Regions from separate parts of the Sus scrofa genome. Here region 1 is linked to region 2. The links are chromatin contacts, called in public Hi-C maps. All regions are on one chromosome and are shown on one strand. The core of a region is the stretch at or near the end of the contact, and the rest is flanking DNA. Distances in the headings are between cores, read along the strand shown. Region 1 overlaps LOC110260771 (a long non-coding RNA gene). Region 2 overlaps LOC106510390 (a long non-coding RNA gene).

The links. Hi-C and Micro-C count contacts between places; a contact is called where the count stands out from the background.
Region 1: a contact with region 2 is called in a Hi-C map of skeletal muscle, with 2.4 times the contacts expected there. The contact joins two enhancer-like sites. A contact is called at or near these places in 1 of 47 Hi-C or Micro-C datasets (skeletal muscle) and 1 of 2 datasets of contacts at active chromatin or transcription factors (skeletal muscle).

The regions. Positions count from the first base shown.
Region 1 is chr5:77,503,923-77,508,534 of Sscrofa11.1, forward strand. It overlaps LOC110260771 (a long non-coding RNA gene), which reads right to left. Exons shown (of 3, transcript XR_002344178.1): 3 at 4,303-4,432. Among named protein-coding and RNA genes, the nearest start is that of SLC38A4, 17 kb to the left of the region's middle. Within about 2 kb of position 2,324, at least 4 of the 83 cell types and tissues checked have an H3K27ac peak or open chromatin away from gene starts, as enhancers often do. A contact at or near this core is called in skeletal muscle, where this site is marked.
Region 2 is chr5:77,325,322-77,329,599 of Sscrofa11.1, forward strand. The region is part of intron 5 of LOC106510390 (a long non-coding RNA gene); the gene reads left to right. Among named protein-coding and RNA genes, the nearest start is that of SLC38A4, 160 kb to the right of the region's middle. Within about 2 kb of position 2,935, at least 3 of the 83 cell types and tissues checked have an H3K27ac peak or open chromatin away from gene starts, as enhancers often do. A contact at or near this core is called in skeletal muscle, where this site is marked.

The sequences.
Region 1 (4,612 bases), core at 1,074-3,573, 180 kb after region 2:
CTATCGTTCTTTCCAACTTGATCTCATTCATGGCCATGGCTTGATTACTACTCCATGGATGACTCCTAAGTTTACCTCTTCAACCGGGTCTCTCCTTGGAGTTCCAGACCTGTGCATCCAGCGATCTTCTTATTGTGTCAAACCCTTCAATTTTAACATAACTTACCAAATCCATGATTTCCTCCAAACCTGGACATCTACCTTTCCTTGTCTAGCAAATGGCACCATCATTCATGCAGTTCAGCATCTCAGATGCCTAGGATTTAACCTTGATGCTTTATTCTCCATCACTTCTTATTTAATCTGTCAGCAATTCCTGATTCTACCTCTTCAAATATACATCAATTGACACATATCTCTAGTCCAAGCCACCATCATCTCATGCTCGCATGATAGCAGCAGCTTCCTAACTATTCTCCATACATCCTCCCTAGAGCCCTCTACCAAGTTTCTCTACACTGCAGCCAGAGTGAACTTCTCAGAACAGAAATTGATGATAAGACCCCGTCATGTTGGAATATGATTCTTTTTCTTTTTTTTAAGGCTGCACCGTGGCATATGGAAATTCCATGCTGGGGGTCAAATCAGAGCAGCAGCTGCAGGCCTACCCCACAGCCACAGTCACAGACACAGCAATGCCAGAGCCAAGGTGCATCTGTGACCCATGATGCAGCTTGTAGCAATGCTGGATCCTTAACCCGCTGAGGAAGACCAGAGACCAAACCAGCCTCCTCATGGATACTAGTCATGTTTTTAACCCTCTAAGTCACAATGGGAACTCCCAGGATTATGATTCTTAAGATAAAAAGAATGATGCATGACCAACATACTCTGGCCCAGGCTTCCCCTCTATACCTCTTCCCGTTACTCTCCCTCTATGTCCCAGCCTTCTAGGTTTTTAAAGCATTACGCCTCCTCCTCTCCCCAGAGCCTTTGCATGTTCTTCATCTTGAAGTGTTCTTCCTTACCTATTTATGAGCTTAACTTCTACTCATCACTCAGATCTCAAGTCACATGTCACTTCTTTAGGGAAGCTTCTTGGACCGAGCCCCCACCAATCTGGGTCAAGTATCTTTGTTATTAGCTTATATATAACCGTACCTTTTCCTTCCTTGGAATTTCTTCAGATATAATAATATATTCTCATTCATTTAATTGACTGAGCTCTGTTTTCCCACCTCCCTGTACCCTACTAATACACAGTAAGCTCTATACAAACATGAATAAATAAGCAAATCTCTAGCTACATGAGTTATAGGTAGCCTTATCTGGATCATGTGGAAACAAGTGTGATGGTGTTGATAACAAGCTTGTGGAATTCTGGGTTTTCACTGCTGTGAATTGTTCCCTTCTGTGTTTCAGAAATAACATCAGTCCATAGGCAAATGATCCTACCAGTACAGTAAGATAAAGGAGGGAAAAAACTCCTGGCACAAGATGCTCAATGAAAGATAGAATATTTTTGAGGTATTTTAGTGACATGGAAAGAATTTACAAAGTGACATTTGTGAGTTCAAATGCCTGGTCTGCCTCTTAGAGCTTTAGCCAAGATGGACAACCCCTAGCCTCAGTTTCATTATCTGTAAAATAACAACATTTATTTTAAGTTTAGTTTAATTTAGTTGTAATGACTAGAAATTATATAGCCAGAGAGCCTGCATCATAATAAATCAGTAAATATTTGCTGAATAAGGAAATAACTGAATGAATAAATAAATAAAATAAGCACCCAGTGGAATTCCTAGCAAATTGCAAGTGCACCATGAATCATAACCATAAAAATACAATCACGACAGAAAAAAATGCTTTCCTATTAAAAAAAGGAAGAGTGAGCTGAGGAGGGAGAGAAGATTGAAAGTAAGTGGGGAGCAGTGCTGGACAATAACCCAGAGCACATTTTGTTTCAGGGCATGTTCCCTTGCAGCCTGACTCTATTAGCTGCCTAAGGATGGAAAGACATGTACAGCCATATGCCTACCATACAATGTTACCTGATCTCCCCAGGCAGCTAGAGATAGAAATGAGTGGAGAAATAGGGTCTCACAAAGGAAACTAAAAGGATGAACCAGAGATAGAGGAGCAGAACCAGCAGAGGGGTATATCAAAGAGGCCAATGAGGAGACAGCAATCAATGGCATCAGACATCAAAGAGTCAATTCACATAGAATTGACAGTGTGACGTCTATATTTAATGATAACAATAAGAAGGCCATTGATGACTTACCAAAGATGATTTTCAGCAAAGCGATGGGGAAGAATGCAGGTCCCCTTGAGTAGGGCAATGAGGACGTGATAATGAGTATAGACAGTGAGCTTATAGTAATCTTTCAAGAAATTTATCTAGAATGAGCAGAAGAAAGATTGAGCAGGATAGTTTGAGGGGGATGCAGGGTTAAGAGAAAGGTTTTCTGTTTGTTTTATTTTGCTTTTAAGTGTAAGAGTCTTAGCATATTTGTAACCTGAGACCATGAGAGGAAAGGGGGATGCCCACTGTACAGAAGAGGGGATAATTAATGCAGTTGAAGTTGGAAGAGGTTTCAGGGTACTAGCCCAGTCCTCATTAGCCTACTGGTTCACTGCTTAGCAAACTCCCCCCAAATCAATTAAAAATGCCTGCTTGTATTCCTCTTCCATTCATCTATGTGGCCCTGGACCTCTCACTTGCTCTTGCCTTGCATTTGCATTCTTGACCTCCTGTTACATCCCACTGACCTTTTGCTTCACCTCTTTTTTTTTTTTTTTTTTTTTTTTTTGCTTGCATTCACCCTTAAGATCTGATGACTGATTTAACTTCTCTGGCATCTGGCCACTGCTCTCCTTGGCCACACGCTTGCCCTCACCCTCAGCTGTTGCAATTTGGCCACTGTGAGTAACTGCCCTGCCAACTCCCCCTCCCGGACTTGTCCACGTGGAGGTGAAGCGCTTCCTAGAAGAGACCACAGCAAGAGGATGGAATCTGGGGCAGAGGGGAAAGGTTAGCTTCTGAGGCTGGAGTGGAGGTGAGGGAGGGAGCCCGTGGGGAGGGTGGTTTAACTTTTCCTTTAATATGATTCCCTACTCTTTTTTTTTTTTTTTTACCATGACTGTATATTAAAAACACGATTTTTGTTTTTTAAGATGAAAAGTTATAAATGAGGGGAAGGAAGTTTGCTCCTTCATTTAGGCAACACGTGTCCTAGTGAGCCCCCACTAGATCATGTGCCAGGTGCTGGGGACACTGGTGAACAGGGTCCATCCTTGATCTCATGGAGTTTTCTAGCCAGTGAGACAGATACACAGACATTCAGCAAATAACCAGATCCCTATGTAAATCAGCACAAAAGTTGGGACTCTGGGAAAGTTTGACTCTGAAAGCATTAGAGTCACTGAAAGGTAAAAAGCAAGGTCATTTGCTCACAGACAAGATGGAATTAAGCAGAAGCTTTGAAAGAAATGATAAAAATTAGGAAGAGGAGTGGTAGGGAAAGGGGGAACAGACGGACCAGGAATATGTAAACAAAAGCAGAGCTATGCATACTTTCTGCTTGAACGTCTCCAAATCCCGGTCCCAGAATTTGATTTTCAGCTGTCCATGTGTGCCACATATTTGCTTTTAAAAAACAAATCCCTTTTCTCTTGGAATCTGTTAGTCACCTCTCTCTTTTTAACAAATAGCCAACAAACAAACATCTCCTTTTGCAGAATATCTTTAATTCACAGTAAGTGTACCAGTAATAGCTCATCCATGTCTTCAGGACTGTTAAGTGACAAGATAGATTGTTAGATAAAAAGCAACGCAACTGTATCCTTTATTTGGTTCTTAATTCGGGTTTAAAACAATACCCATAAGTGTCACCCGTAATTCCTCACCTCTTGAGTCTTGGAGGGCGGCTCAGCCTTCTTCCCCTGGGCTTTAGCAAACTTGGAAAATCATTTTCCCAGGGAATAGACATCAAAGTTCTGGTTGAGCTTCAAAGAATATCACTAATAAATTGACTCCAGTTGTATCTAGCCTGCTGAAGTAATATCACCTTAAATAATTATACATTATAAGTGTGTTAACACTTTTTTCTTTATCCTAAATGTACATTCCTTAATATCTCTCATTATTTTATGAGAATGTATTTGCAGAATATTGGAAAAATAATTGAAAATAAGAAAGGCATCTCTACAATTTTCTCTAGAATGAAGGAGTGCTTTATTTAATTTATCCAGAGCTTTTATCTACTGTGTAGTGAATTTCTAAATGTATTTAAAGTTTGCTATTGAGTAGTGTACTAAAGTCAGAGTGTTTTCAAATATTAAAAAATAACAAAAAAAAAGTTGTGGCAAAGGAAAGTATTTTATTGATATTTTACAGATACTGGGTTCATTTGTTTTCTGTATCTTGCCTATGTCCCTCCATCCATCTCATTTGTTTTTATCTGTCTGGGGTAGCTTCATTTGCTATGAGCTGTGGAGAGGGAGACAAAGAGAAAGAAAGACATACTGCTGAGTTTTTAATAACATCTGTATACATTGCACATAATAGGCAAACAATAAATATTTACCGAATTGAGTTAAATTGAACCAGGATCTGGAATTCCTGTCATAGTTTAGCAGTTAACGAACACGACTAGCATCCATGAGGATG
Region 2 (4,278 bases), core at 1,685-4,184:
AATATAGGTACACTTATTCATACCAAGAAACACACACTGTACCCTGTGCCTAATTCAGTTCAGGCCTGGTAGACAGTAAATATTTGTGGAATGAATGAATGAATGAATGAATGAAACAACGCCTTATCAGATTTGCAGAAAGTATTAGCTGCTTATGTAACTCATTTCTAAGTCACCAGAAAATGAAATCAAAACCAAACAAATCTATCTTCTAGTTAATGATATATTTATAAATAATTCTTTTTCAAAATTATTCCATGGAAACAGTTATTGCCCCCAATTCTTAGAGCCAGATAGGACTATATTCTTGAATTCCAGTCCCCCACTCTCTCCCTAGAGAGCTCCAGCTGTATCCTCAGAGACAAGTATCCTCTTCCTCTTTATAAATTAGGAAACAGAAGCATATCCAAGTTGTGGAGTTGCGACTTCAATTTAAACTTTGTAAAACTAAATCCAGAAAAAGGCAAGTAATTATACAATAGGAAATGTATAATATACCAATATGAGTAATATACCAATACAGTTCCCAAACTCAATGGTATTGCAAAAAATACACAGCCAAGACCAATATTTTTAAAAGTTCAATTCTCTCTAAATTGATCCACAAATTTAATGGATTCTCAATCAAAATCTCAGCAGCCTGTATTGGCAACAATTGAAATGCTGATTCTAAAATGTGTATGAAAATGCAAAGGACCTAGAATGACCAAAGCAATCTTAAAAAAAAACAAGTTGGAGGTCCATTACTACCAAATTTCAAGGCAAAAAGCTATAGTCATCAAGGCAGCATGGTGTTAGTGAAAAGGTAGACAGATAGATCAATGAAAAAGAGGAGAGTTCAGAAACAGACCCATCTATTTATGATCAGTTGATTTTTTAACAAAACAGTAATTCATTGGGGGAAAAATTATTTTCAAAAATGGTGATAGATAAATTGTAGATTTGTAAGAAAAAAAAATGAACCTACATTCTTACCTTATACCTTATACAAAATGGATTATAAACCTAAATTCTAGAAGAAAATACAGGCAACAATCTTTATGTCCTTGAGGTAGGTGGAGTTCTTTGATAGACACACTAATTGTGACAAAATATTAAAGAAAAAAATAGTATACCAGACCTATCCAAATTAAAAGCTTTTGCTTTTTAAAAGACACCCTTAGAAAAGTGTAAAGGCAAGCCATAGAATGGGAGAAAAATTTTGCAATGCATGTATGTTAGTTATCTATTGCTGCATAATAAATTACCCCCAAAATTAGCAGCTTAAAATAAAGACAAACATTTATCATCAGTTTCCTGTGGCCAAGAATCTGGTGGGGAGGTGCAGTTAAGCTGTTGGCTGGGGTTACAGTCATCTCAAGGCTTGGCTGGAGAAAGTCACTTCCAAGCCCACTTATGTGGCTATTTGCAGAAGTTCCACCAACACATCTAGGCTCCTAGTCGTGGGAGCCCCTCCATAGCCTGCCTAATCTGTCCTCAAGACATGGCAGCTGGCTTTTCCTAGAGTGAGTAGCTCAAGAGAGAGCAGGAAGCAGTGGCTGTTGTCTTCCTATGACCTGCTTTCCAAAGTAATAGTTCACCCCTTGGTCATGTTCTGTTGACTCAAATAGAGCCCCTACATCCAGCCCACACTCAAGCGAAGTTAAACTAAGTTCCACCACATGACTGGAAGGCTAGCCCAGATTTTGCAGACTAGCTTTTAAAACCACCACCACATATAGTTTATGAGGAATTTGTGTACAGAATATTCAGAGAATACAAACTCTACAATAAGCCAACAACTCTATAAAAATAAATAAATGAATTGAATAGACCCTTTATAAAAGAAGATATTGTAATGTCTAATAATACATGAAAGGATGTTTAACATCATTGGTCATTAGGGAAATTCAAATGAATACTTATATACATGTACCAGAATGGTCAAAATGGAAATGACTGGAAATTTTGGCTAAATATTTGCAAAGATGAGAAGACACTGGGACAGAACATTGCTGGTGGAAATGTGAAATAGTATAACCATTTTGGAAGACGGTCAGTTTCTTAAATAGTTAAACATACACATAGTGTGTGGTAGAGTCATCCCACTGCGGTGACTCAAGAAAAATAAAAACAGATAAGGAGTTCCCGTTGTGGCTCAGAGGGCTAAGAACCCGACATACTGTCTGTGAGGATGTGGGTTTGATCCCTGGCCTCATTCAGTGCGTTAAGGATCCAATGGTGCCATGGCTCTGATGTAGGCTGTAGCTGCAGCTCTGATTTGACCCCTAACCCGGACACTTCCATATGCTACAGGTGTGGTTATAAAAAGAAAGGAAAAAGAAAAGAAAAGAAAAGAGGAGTTCCTGTCATGTCTCAGTGGAAACCAATCTGACTAGTATCCATGAGGATGCCTGTTTGATCCCTGGCCTCACTCAGTAGGTTAAGGATCTGGCATTGCCGTGAGCTGAGGTGTAGGTTGCAGATGTGGCTCGGATCTGGTGTTGCGGTTGCTGTGGCATAGGCCAGAGGCTGCAGCTCCAACTCGACCCCTAGCCTGGGAACGTCCATATGCCATAGGCCAGAAGGAAGGAAAGGAAAGGAAAGGAAAACCAAAAAACAGGTGAGAAGATGAGAACATAAAGGCTGGCACACCTATGTTCACAGCACCTTCATTCACAATAGCTGTAAGACCTGGAAATGACCCAAATGTCCCTCAACATGTCATGGAGAAACAGATCCATACAAGGGAATGCTATTCAACAATCCAAAGGAACAAACTACATGAAATACACAGAACAACATGGATGACTCTCAGAATCACATGCCAAGGAAAAGAATTCAGACACGGTATGAATTACATCACATTCTAGGAAATGGAAACTAATAATAGTGACCAGAGCTGATCAGTTTTTGCCTTGGGCTGTGGGTATAGGGAAGACCAGTGTACAAAGCACGAGGAACCTTCTGGGGCAAGTGGAAATGTTCTGTATTTCGATTATTGGGGGTTCTTAAGAGTGTATACATCTGCCCATCATTGATTTTTATAACTTAAATAAGTCTCTGAATATGAATTATATCTCAATAAAACTGACTTAAAAGACAGGGTTTGGAAGGACCAAAAATCAATAATTTTGCATCTGTAAAGCTGTCGAGTATCACTTGTATGAGTACATTCACCACTTGCATAACTTGTGTCTTGGCAAAGCATTAATTATCTGATTTTCAGTCTCCTTGTCTGTGAAATGTGTGTTTGGTGGAGTTGTGAGCAGATGGAGAGGGAGGGAGGGTTTACCCTGTTGGATTAAGTGATCTCTGAGGCTCCCTCCAGTTGTTGTGTAATTCTGTCTCCTTACAATGTGGACAAGAGCCCACGCCTTGGAATTCAGCAGATCTGGATGCGGTTCTGGCCCTGCTATTTCTAGCAGTGTGACCATGGGCTAGTTACTAAGTCTCAGTTTCCTCAGAGGTAAAATAAGGATAATATTACTTACACTGAAATGAGTTGACATATAAAACACCCAGCACACAAAAAAGAAGGTACAGAGAAGGTGTTTGATCAATATTCATTTTTCTCCCTTCCCCTTCCAGAGAGGTCTTAAATCAAGTTTGAAATTATGGATCCTAGGAAATTAGGACAATTTTCAAAAGCATTAAGATGTCAGTAAAGCTGTATCTTTTAACTATGCAAGTATAATGGCAAACTGATGAATAAAAATACACCTGAGGAGAAAAGTAAATAAGGGTTAAATCTTTATTTCAAATCAGTACTTCAAATTCCAAAGAGACACAAGTCACTTCTTCAAAATAGGAAAATGCAGGAGTTCCCATTGCAGCTCAGCGGTAATGAACCTGACTAATATCTATGAGGATGTGGGTTGGATCCCCGTCCCTGCTGAGTGAGTTAATGATCCAGTGTTGTGGTGAACTGCAATGTAGGTCTCAAATGTGGCTCAGATCCTGCATTGCCGAGGCTGTGGCATAGGCCAGCAGCTGCTGTTCTGATTGATTTGGCCTCCAACCTGGGAACCTCCATATGTTTTGGGTGCAGCCCTAAAAAAATAGAAAAAGCATTGTAGGATACAATATATCACCACATTATTAACAAGCCTTATTTCCAAAGTGGAAGTAGTGAGCTAATTGACAATTAGGACAAAACAATACCAGAAAAGCTAAAGCATATACTCATTGCTAGGCTCCGAATAAAACAAACACACGATGACTCTGTTATACTGCACTCCATTTTGTCTCCACTGCTGTTTTCAGTTTTCTTGCCAAATTGGTGAATATTACCCATGC